3 separate regions of the Zea mays genome follow, and regions 1 and 3 are each linked to region 2. Evidence: chromatin contacts called from public Hi-C data. All regions are on one chromosome and are shown on one strand. Each heading gives the region's core, a stretch centred on a gene start, on an enhancer-like site or on the middle of the called end of the contact. The rest is flanking DNA. Distances are from core to core; before and after follow the strand shown.

What was found. A called contact is a pair of places that touch in the nucleus more often than the background predicts.
Region 1: a contact with region 2 is called in a Hi-C map of tassel, with 5 times the contacts expected there. The contact joins the promoter of LOC541883 here to the promoter of LOC100193079 in region 2. A contact is called at or near these places in 17 of 25 Hi-C or Micro-C datasets (bundle sheath, ear, endosperm and 6 more).
Region 3: a contact with region 2 is called in a Hi-C map of root tip, with 3 times the contacts expected there. The contact joins the promoter of LOC100285504 here to the promoter of LOC100193079 in region 2. A contact is called at or near these places in 6 of 25 Hi-C or Micro-C datasets (bundle sheath, ear, endosperm and 3 more).

The regions. Positions count from the first base shown.
Region 1 is chr2:216,470,313-216,473,012 of Zm-B73-REFERENCE-NAM-5.0, forward strand. LOC541883 (RPD3 histone deacetylase homolog) reads left to right here and starts at 1,290. Exons shown (of 13, transcript NM_001111549.2): 1 at 1,290-1,612. The coding sequence starts at 1,446.
Region 2 is chr2:216,657,705-216,660,404 of Zm-B73-REFERENCE-NAM-5.0, forward strand. It overlaps LOC100193079, which reads left to right and starts at 1,378. Exons shown (of 6, transcript NM_001309866.1): 1 at 1,378-1,640; 2 at 1,725-1,847; 3 at 1,946-2,028; 4 at 2,144-2,253; 5 at 2,621-2,696. The coding sequence starts at 1,473. LOC100192874 (Agenet domain-containing protein) reads left to right here. Exons shown (of 7, transcript NM_001138062.1): 7 at 1-345. It also overlaps a transcript of LOC100216933 not described here.
Region 3 is chr2:216,862,938-216,865,637 of Zm-B73-REFERENCE-NAM-5.0, forward strand. LOC100285504 reads left to right here and starts at 1,298. Exons shown (of 4, transcript NM_001158396.2): 1 at 1,298-1,669; 2 at 1,764-1,868. The coding sequence starts at 1,457.

The sequences.
Region 1 (2,700 bases), core at 40-2,539, 190 kb before region 2:
CGTGCTTTATACCAAAGGAGAGTGTTCAAGGTTTTGTTGGATACATGACCTAATTGTTAGCTAGCTAAAGTTGACATTAGTTAGAAGCTTTCACTATAATAATATTTTGAGTAAAGTGCGCTGATGGCCCCCTAAACTTGTTCACGTGTGTCAAGCCGATATCTAAACTCTCAGAGTAGTTGATTAGACCCCTAAACATTGTTCCGATACCATTTTAGTCCAATCGGATGTGAACATGATCTAATTAGCTGACGTGGGAAGACGTTGCACGACCTTGCCACATGGCCGCCTCCTCGTCTTCGCCACATTCTACTCCGATGATGCCGTGCCACATGGACGACACGGTGGCAATGCCACGTTAGCTACCAAGTCCTGTTCACATCGGATTGGACTAAAATGACACCAGAATAATGTTTAGGAACATAATTGACTATTCCGAGAGTTTAGGCACTGACTTGACACATCTAAACAAGTTTAGAGATCACTATCACACTTTACTCAATACTTCTTTTGTTCTCGAATAGTTTTCGTTTTAACTCTTTTTATGTCTATATTCAAATCGATGATGATGAATGTATATATATATATATATATCAGATATTGTATGAATTTATTAGTTACCTAAAACAAAATTTATTTTGGGACAAATAGAGTATTCTTTTTGGATGGAGGGAGATGGCATTTTTGAGGGAGCAAGTACGACGCCTATGGCGAGACCTCCCCTCCTCTCGATTTAGGATGCATTTAGTCACGGAAGAGCTGTGATAGATATGATAGGGACGTCCCCTGGCGTTCTCTCTCGTCCCTCCAATGTTAAAAGATAACACTGGGATAGTTTTATTTCAACCCCTAATTTTGAACCAAACTATCTTATTTAAGAGATCATTCTATCTTATTCAATTCTGTCATTACACCCAAACACATGTTTAGTTAGTGACGCTAGCGTTTATCTACTCATGCAACGGTTGAGGGATTCCGCTATACCTCCCGTACGGTAGAGCGATATTCTCTCCCCTTGCTTCTGTCGAGAGAGAAAATTGATATTATACATTTGAGGTGGAGTATAGGGAAAATATAGAGAAAATAACTATAAAAATAGATGCTATAGAAGGACATAGATTGCTGATGTGGCACGAAAATGAAATACGAAAGATGAAATTTTTCTAAACATTAGTTCCTAAAAATCAAACACCACCTTAGACTAACCGTTGAACACCATCTGATCGAGCCAACACAACTCAAATGAAAGCCCGTCGCTACCACTCACAGGTCGGACCCACATCCGACATCAAGCCCTCCAACTGAGTCGTCGGAGCGGACGTCGAGTCGTCGATACGCCTGAACCCCAGCTTTCCACTCGCCTCGCTCGCCCCTTTCGCGTCCACCGACCCCGACCCCGACCCCGATCCCCGCCGGTGCTTCGCCACCCCGATCCCCACCGCGCGATGGCGGAGCCGGCTCCGGCTCCCCCGGTGACCGCGCCGCTGGTGGGGCTGCTGTACGACGAGCGGATGTGCGCGCACGCGACGCCCAACGGGGAGGAACACCCGGAGAACCCCGAGCGGCTGCGCTCCATCTGGCGCAAGCTCAACGCCGCGGGCGTCGCGTCCAGGTATGGCGCCAGAGGCCGCCCTCCCGCGCCCTTGTGTCGAGCTGTGAGAGTCGTGGTTTTGGTAGGGATGGGTGACTTGCACGGCGAACCGGTGCCCTTGGTGTTCCTTTTCCGTTCGAATTGCCTGGAACGAAACGAAAGCCTCCGCCGCCTGTGGGCCCATGACTCTTGCTTGACTCTGCTCTGAGTGCTCTCCCGATGTTGTTGCTGTGGCGGCCCATTTCGATCTGAAAATAACTTTATGAAACATTTGTGTTGAGCACCATATTTGGCACCTGGCATGGCCGGCCTCTACGGTCCGCACCCTCGCGACCAGATGAGAACGGGCGAGAATATTTATCTTCATGCGTGGTTATCCTAATCTATCAATGGAATCCGTTAGATCTCGCCTATGAACAGTTACAGACCTACTCCCCCATAAATATAAACGGGTACGACCGATTAAGAACACCCGAACATATTCAATCGAACTAATCTGCTTTATCTACCTTTCTTTATCAGTTCTGCCATATGAGTAGATGTAACATATTTTTAGTTGTAGCTTTCTATATATCTACATGCACCCCTATTCGACTCTACGTCGACTAGATCCGACTTAGTTGGCCTGCCGATCCCAAGACGACCCTTGGATCTCACCCTAACAAACCTGGTCATCTGCTAGGAGGGTGAATGTCTTTAGGTCTCTTCCTCGAGCTGATTTTTTAATCCTTAGGCAACATTACACCATCTGGGGACGCCCCGGATGGCCTGCTGACCCGAAGCACCTAGGATCTCTCCCTAGGGGGCGAGATATACATTCCCGCGAGGAGGAAGACGACACTGCGCCATTGTGGACCGTCCCGCACAGAGCGCGGATCGTCCGGAGCGACGCAGGGAAGGAGCCGCTCCTACAGTGAAATCGCGGACCGTCCGACTCAGGGCCGCGGACCGTCCGCGCTGCTGCAGAGGGCACCGCCAGGCGGTACATCTCTAGTGACTGGCGCCCAGATCGGTGCCAACAATTTGGTTCAAACAATGCATCATTTTTTTTAAAAAACCGCTTTCGGTTGCACACCATGAAGTTGTTTATAGTATTCTAGATGCATGTG
Region 2 (2,700 bases), core at 128-2,627:
CACTCCAGTCCAAGGAGAGTGTGGAGATCAGCTCAACTTCCAAGCCACCAGACCCTTGAGAGCAGAACTCGTTCCTGACTGATGGTGTGAGGCTGATGATGTCACGGACGAGTTTCTGGATATGCTGAACACGGTCGAGACCAGGCTACAAACACCTCCTGGAGTGTACGCGGGAACTTAGCGACGACCTGCTGGCTTTTCCATCCGCTAGGCGGATGAAGTGGTTCTGATTACCCAAGGCGATTGGAAATACCTGTTGTTGCTGTACTGCTGTTTGTAGTCGCAGGAAACACTAGTCTTGCGCATAGAGATGAAACTGGTAAGTGCAAAAGAGGATCATCGGTTAAAGGCAGCGTCTCCGAACTGGTAAGTGCAATTCCCGTCAGCCTTAACCAAGGAATTGAAGTGGGGAAACACGAGTGTCTTCTTCTTGGAGGGGACCTGGTACGATCTGTTGGTGGTGATCCGAAAAGTTATGCATAGGACATAGGAGGGACGTAGGTTAGATGTAATGGATCATGAATTGTTACCACTAGGGTAGCAGCACAGCGGAAGAAAGGTGTGATACGGTAGAAGTAGTTATACGTACTCTACTTGCGTTTTTGCGTACCAATAGCAGGAACACGTCCATCCGACAACAGCAACAACATCTTCATGGTATCGAGGATGAAACCCCTACGACGTCGATGCGCTAGAACCATCCGCTGACGTTGATGTGCTAGAACCGCGTGCAGCGGGAGAAATGACCGTCTTGGGCACCCGCAACCATAGGAGACGATAACTAAGATGTCTCGTGAATCATAAAAGCCACTTCGTATATAGAGATCTCATGCTAATATACTTTTATCTTAGTGTTCTCATCAATCATAAAAGTCTCTTGGTCATATATTCAACAATCTCTTACTTGCATTAGAGTAAATCATATATGCAACAGTTCTAATCACTTAGATTTCTTGTTAGGTTCATAAGCAAAAATCATTTTTATCCATTAGTCAATAGCAGTAATATTTTTTTGGTACACATAGAACATCGTTATTTTATACTTATTTTGTTTTTATTAAAAACTAAAATACATTTGAGCCTTACTAGCTAATTGGGTCCTGGAACGAGTTGGGCCAAAATCGCTAGAAGTTGTTTTATGAGCTATACCCAACAAAGACAGCGATAGGGTTGAGCTGAACCAGCCCAGGCCGCATGTGTGTGAGTGAACGGGTTTAGCGGTTTAGCCTAGCCAGGTTTCCTTTACTCTCCGCGAATCTGAGCCTGATCGGCCTAGTAGGCCCATAAAAGCACAATGGCATACCAATCTAGCCCAACTTGGCCGACGTCCTGCACACACAAAAGAAAAGAAAGACGGCCAGTTTCCCGCGGTTTGCCCGCGAAGGTGCCCCAACTTCCCGCCAGACACCGCTCCCGCTCTTCCACGCTGAGTAGGGAGAGCCGAGGCCCAACCTAGACGGATAGACGCGGAGATGTCTTCCTGGGACGCTGACGACTCGGCGGCGGCGTCCGCGGCCGAGGCGGCCACCACGGACGTCGAGCTGCTCAAGCGGGCGTGGCGCAACGAGAAGGCCGCGCCGGAGATCCTCCGCTTCGACTCGCCCCTCGTCTCTCGCGTCCGCGAGCAGACCCAGCTCCTCGTACGTCCTCCTTCTCGCCGCCCTCCTCCTCCCTCTTGCTACTTCTCCGGCTCTGATGCGGATTCGCTCCCGCGGTGCCGCCAGGAGGAGACGCTGGACGACTTCGCCGACAGTGGCGTCGACGACCTGGTGGTCTCGCTCTACCAGATGGACCTCGACCGCACGCTCTTCCTCCTCCGCTCCTACCTCCGCCTCCGCCTGCAGAAGGTTGGTTCGGAACCTCCTAGCCCGATGTCTGTACTGTGCCTGCAGTGAACAAACCCAATCGCCTCGCCAATCTGATCTTGTTGCGTTGCTGGCTGCAGATCGAGAAGTACACGATGCACATCTCCCGCTCCGAAGACCTCCTCAGCCGGCTGTCCCAGCAGGAGCGCCGGTTTGCCAAGAGGTAATCTTCTGACGTGTGCTATGTGGCTGGGGTATTTGCCGCCGTTGTTTGTGCTGCCTTGTGGATTGTCCCGGTTCTGATGGCAAAGAATGTACTGTGATTGGCCTGTACCAAGTTGCGCGGAGATCATGGAGAAGCATCTGGAGCAGTCGGTGCTGTCGAAGCTCCCGTACGGGTATGACTCGGTTTCCAGGCAGTCGCTGTCGAGCACTGAGGATGACATGGGTACCTGATCTTTACCAATTACCGCGTTCCTTGTTTTGATGCTATACAGCTATGCTATTCTTGTTGTTTGCTGATTCAGCCGCGAGCTGTCGTTTCGTGATTACATACATTGCATGGGCTTCTAAATCTGATTACGCGAGCTGTCATTCCTGATTGGACTGTTCCACACCAAATCAGCATGAAATCTGCATAAAGGTCATGCTTTTATGGGCGGCCTATTTATGCAACATCATTTACATGCTTCTTATTACTGAAAACAGTAGTATAATTTAATATAATAATGATATGCAGCAAGCGTGCTTTCAGAGATGTTCATGTAATCGGCTACTAGCAGCCATCTGATTCTGTTTTCAAATACCATGTTCAGTGCCGGAGCCTCAGCTTGACACCTTCGTCTTCTGTAAGACCAAGGGCGACGTAGGTGCATTCCAGCTAGATGACATGTAA
Region 3 (2,700 bases), core at 48-2,547, 210 kb after region 2:
TGAGAAAACGATGTTCCCAAACTAGCCCTTAGCATTTGATTATTTTCAATGGAGTAACGTCGAGTAATGGAGTGGAACCGGGCGGGCGACAACTAACCTCGGGGCGGCGGAGCTTGAGTCAATGACGACGCCATGGAGTCGGGAACCTAGCCATGGGGCGGATCTGGTCGAGGACTCGAGGGTGTCAAATGTGGGGTGAAGGGTGAGACCGCATTTTAGAAATCGCGAGAGTGAGTCCATGATAGGAGAAAGCAACAGAAGTGGGTGAAAAGCATGGTGTTTGAACCAAACATACTAGACTACATGCACTCAGCTAGGTTAGTTAGAGCCAGGCTCACCAGAACGAGCTAGGCTCACTCACACAAGCAATCAAACACATTGTAAGTGACTTCTAGGGATCTGTTTGTGAGTAAAGTATTTCTATAGTTTCTAGACAATATCATGTTTTTAATAATACTATAGTATTTTATGTTATAAAGTGTTTTGTTTGTATTCATGAAAACTATGTTTTTAAAATCATTGTATTTTAGACATCATGTTATTTGTGGTATTAGAAACTCCACTACAATCCAAAGTATTTATGACATGATTAGCTTTTGCCTAATAATATAGTTTGCAATGTTGTACCAAACAATATATTCTCAACATCTGGTATTTTTAGAGCTGACCAAAACTATAGTATTATCATAACAACTATAAAGTACAATATTGTAAAACCATATTTTTTGAGACATTGTTGCCAAATAGGCACTGATCCTAACCAAACAAGGCCCTGCTTGTTTGTTGAGGATATTGACTTAGGAATCGTTCCTGCTCATTAAAACTTATATCAATTACACAAGTAATCTGACTAGAAATCGTTTTAGTTCATCGTTTCACGGAAACCGAACGAGCCAAGGCATACAACTATTATGCTCTATTTGGATGTCAATATTAGAAGATATGAAATTGAATTGAGTTTAATACCAAATTAGCCATAGCATTGAAATAAAATATAATTCTGATTCTATTGTTTGGATGTCACTGAATTGAAGTTTTGAATTGATTTCACCCAATACAGAAGGCTTACACTCTATATTAGAAGAGGTGGTTTCTAGTTATAATCTTATTGTAAGAACTTGGATCTCTGATTTTAAATCTTAATTTCATATGTAACTAAATAACAGATTTTAAGAAAACTGATTTCAATTTTTAATTCAGTGTTCCAATAGCTACATGCAAACAGGTATTAAAATCAGATCGGAGTATCGGACTCTCGTATCCGAGTCGATCTCCGCTCCGGTGGCGATCGGAGGGCACGAGCACGATGACAGGTGGGTCCCGCTGCCTCGCGGGCACGGTGCACCGTTGGATTCGTTCCATGGTCTACATGCCAGTGAGAAAGTGCACGGGGACTCTAGAGTAAACCCCGGTGCCACCGACGGCGGCGGCGACGAATCGAGCAGGCGCGGCGGCCATGGCGGCGGCGGTTGAGAGCGTGGTGGTGGTCCATAACGTGGCGAAGCGGCACAACGTGGGGACGCTGGCGCGGAGCGCGACGGCGTTCGGCGTCGCGGAGGTGGTCGTCGTCGGCCGCCGCGATGTCAGCGCCTTTGGCAGCCATGGCGCCACCTCGCACCTTCGCTTCCGTCACTTCGTCTCTCTCGCGCTCGCCCGCGCCTACCTCAAGGCAAGCAGGCGAGCAGATCCTGGCCTCTCCAACCCCTAAACCCTATCCTTTTGCTTCGTTTTTGCCCGACATGTGTTTTTTCGTGTCGTTGCAGGATGAGAGAGGATGTGACATTTGCGGCGTGGAAATCACCGACGACGCGCAGCCGGTGACCGCCCACCCGTTCCGTCGGAGCACTGCGTTCCTCTTCGGCAATGAGGTTGGTCGAATTCTCCGCATTCAGCACCGATTTTATTTTTTTCGTGTGCGATGCGATTTAGAACGAAAGAAATGGTGGTACCGCTCAATTTCGTGGGCTGGAAGGAAAATAATTAGCTCCTAGTCTCATATTCACTGTCATTTTCTCTTGTTCGTTGGCCATAGGAACAATTATATATTGTTCAGAAGACCATATCCCTTCAAAATAGTTCGTTGTGATATTTCTATTAGGCATCTGTTGAAGGCAATACTATGTAGTATAATTAACTTGCTTCACCAGAGTGCAAATGTAAAGAAAAATGCATCTCTTGTTCTCTTACACGAACACCGCAAACTGTAGTGTTTATGTCAGTTGCAGAATACCGTTGGATAGCATGAAAACATGTTAGCTGGGGATGTGATTTAGATGCTGCTAGTGAAATTCTATAAGTGCTGCTGTATGATGCTATCCTAACTTTCTATCGCTTCCAAATACTAGAATATGGGAATCTGTTAAAATACCACTGGACATTAGCTTGACCAAGTTGTAATACAATGTAATAGTTAACTTAAATAAGGGTACCATTTGAAGTTATTGTTCTGCCACCAAAGCCAAATACCAAAACAGGCAGAGGAAAGAAGAAATTAGCCCTGTGCGGCTGTGCCTCAGGGCAGAAGCCAGAAAGAATGCCATGGCCTTACATGAATATAAGCATAGGGCCTTTTCTACTTTACTTGTGAAAGAAGAAAGATATAGATCATGGATTTATTTCACATTAAGTTGGTAACCATACCTGTAGCACCATACTGCTTGGTTTACTTTAAGATGTTCTGCTGAGCACTATAACGTTCCA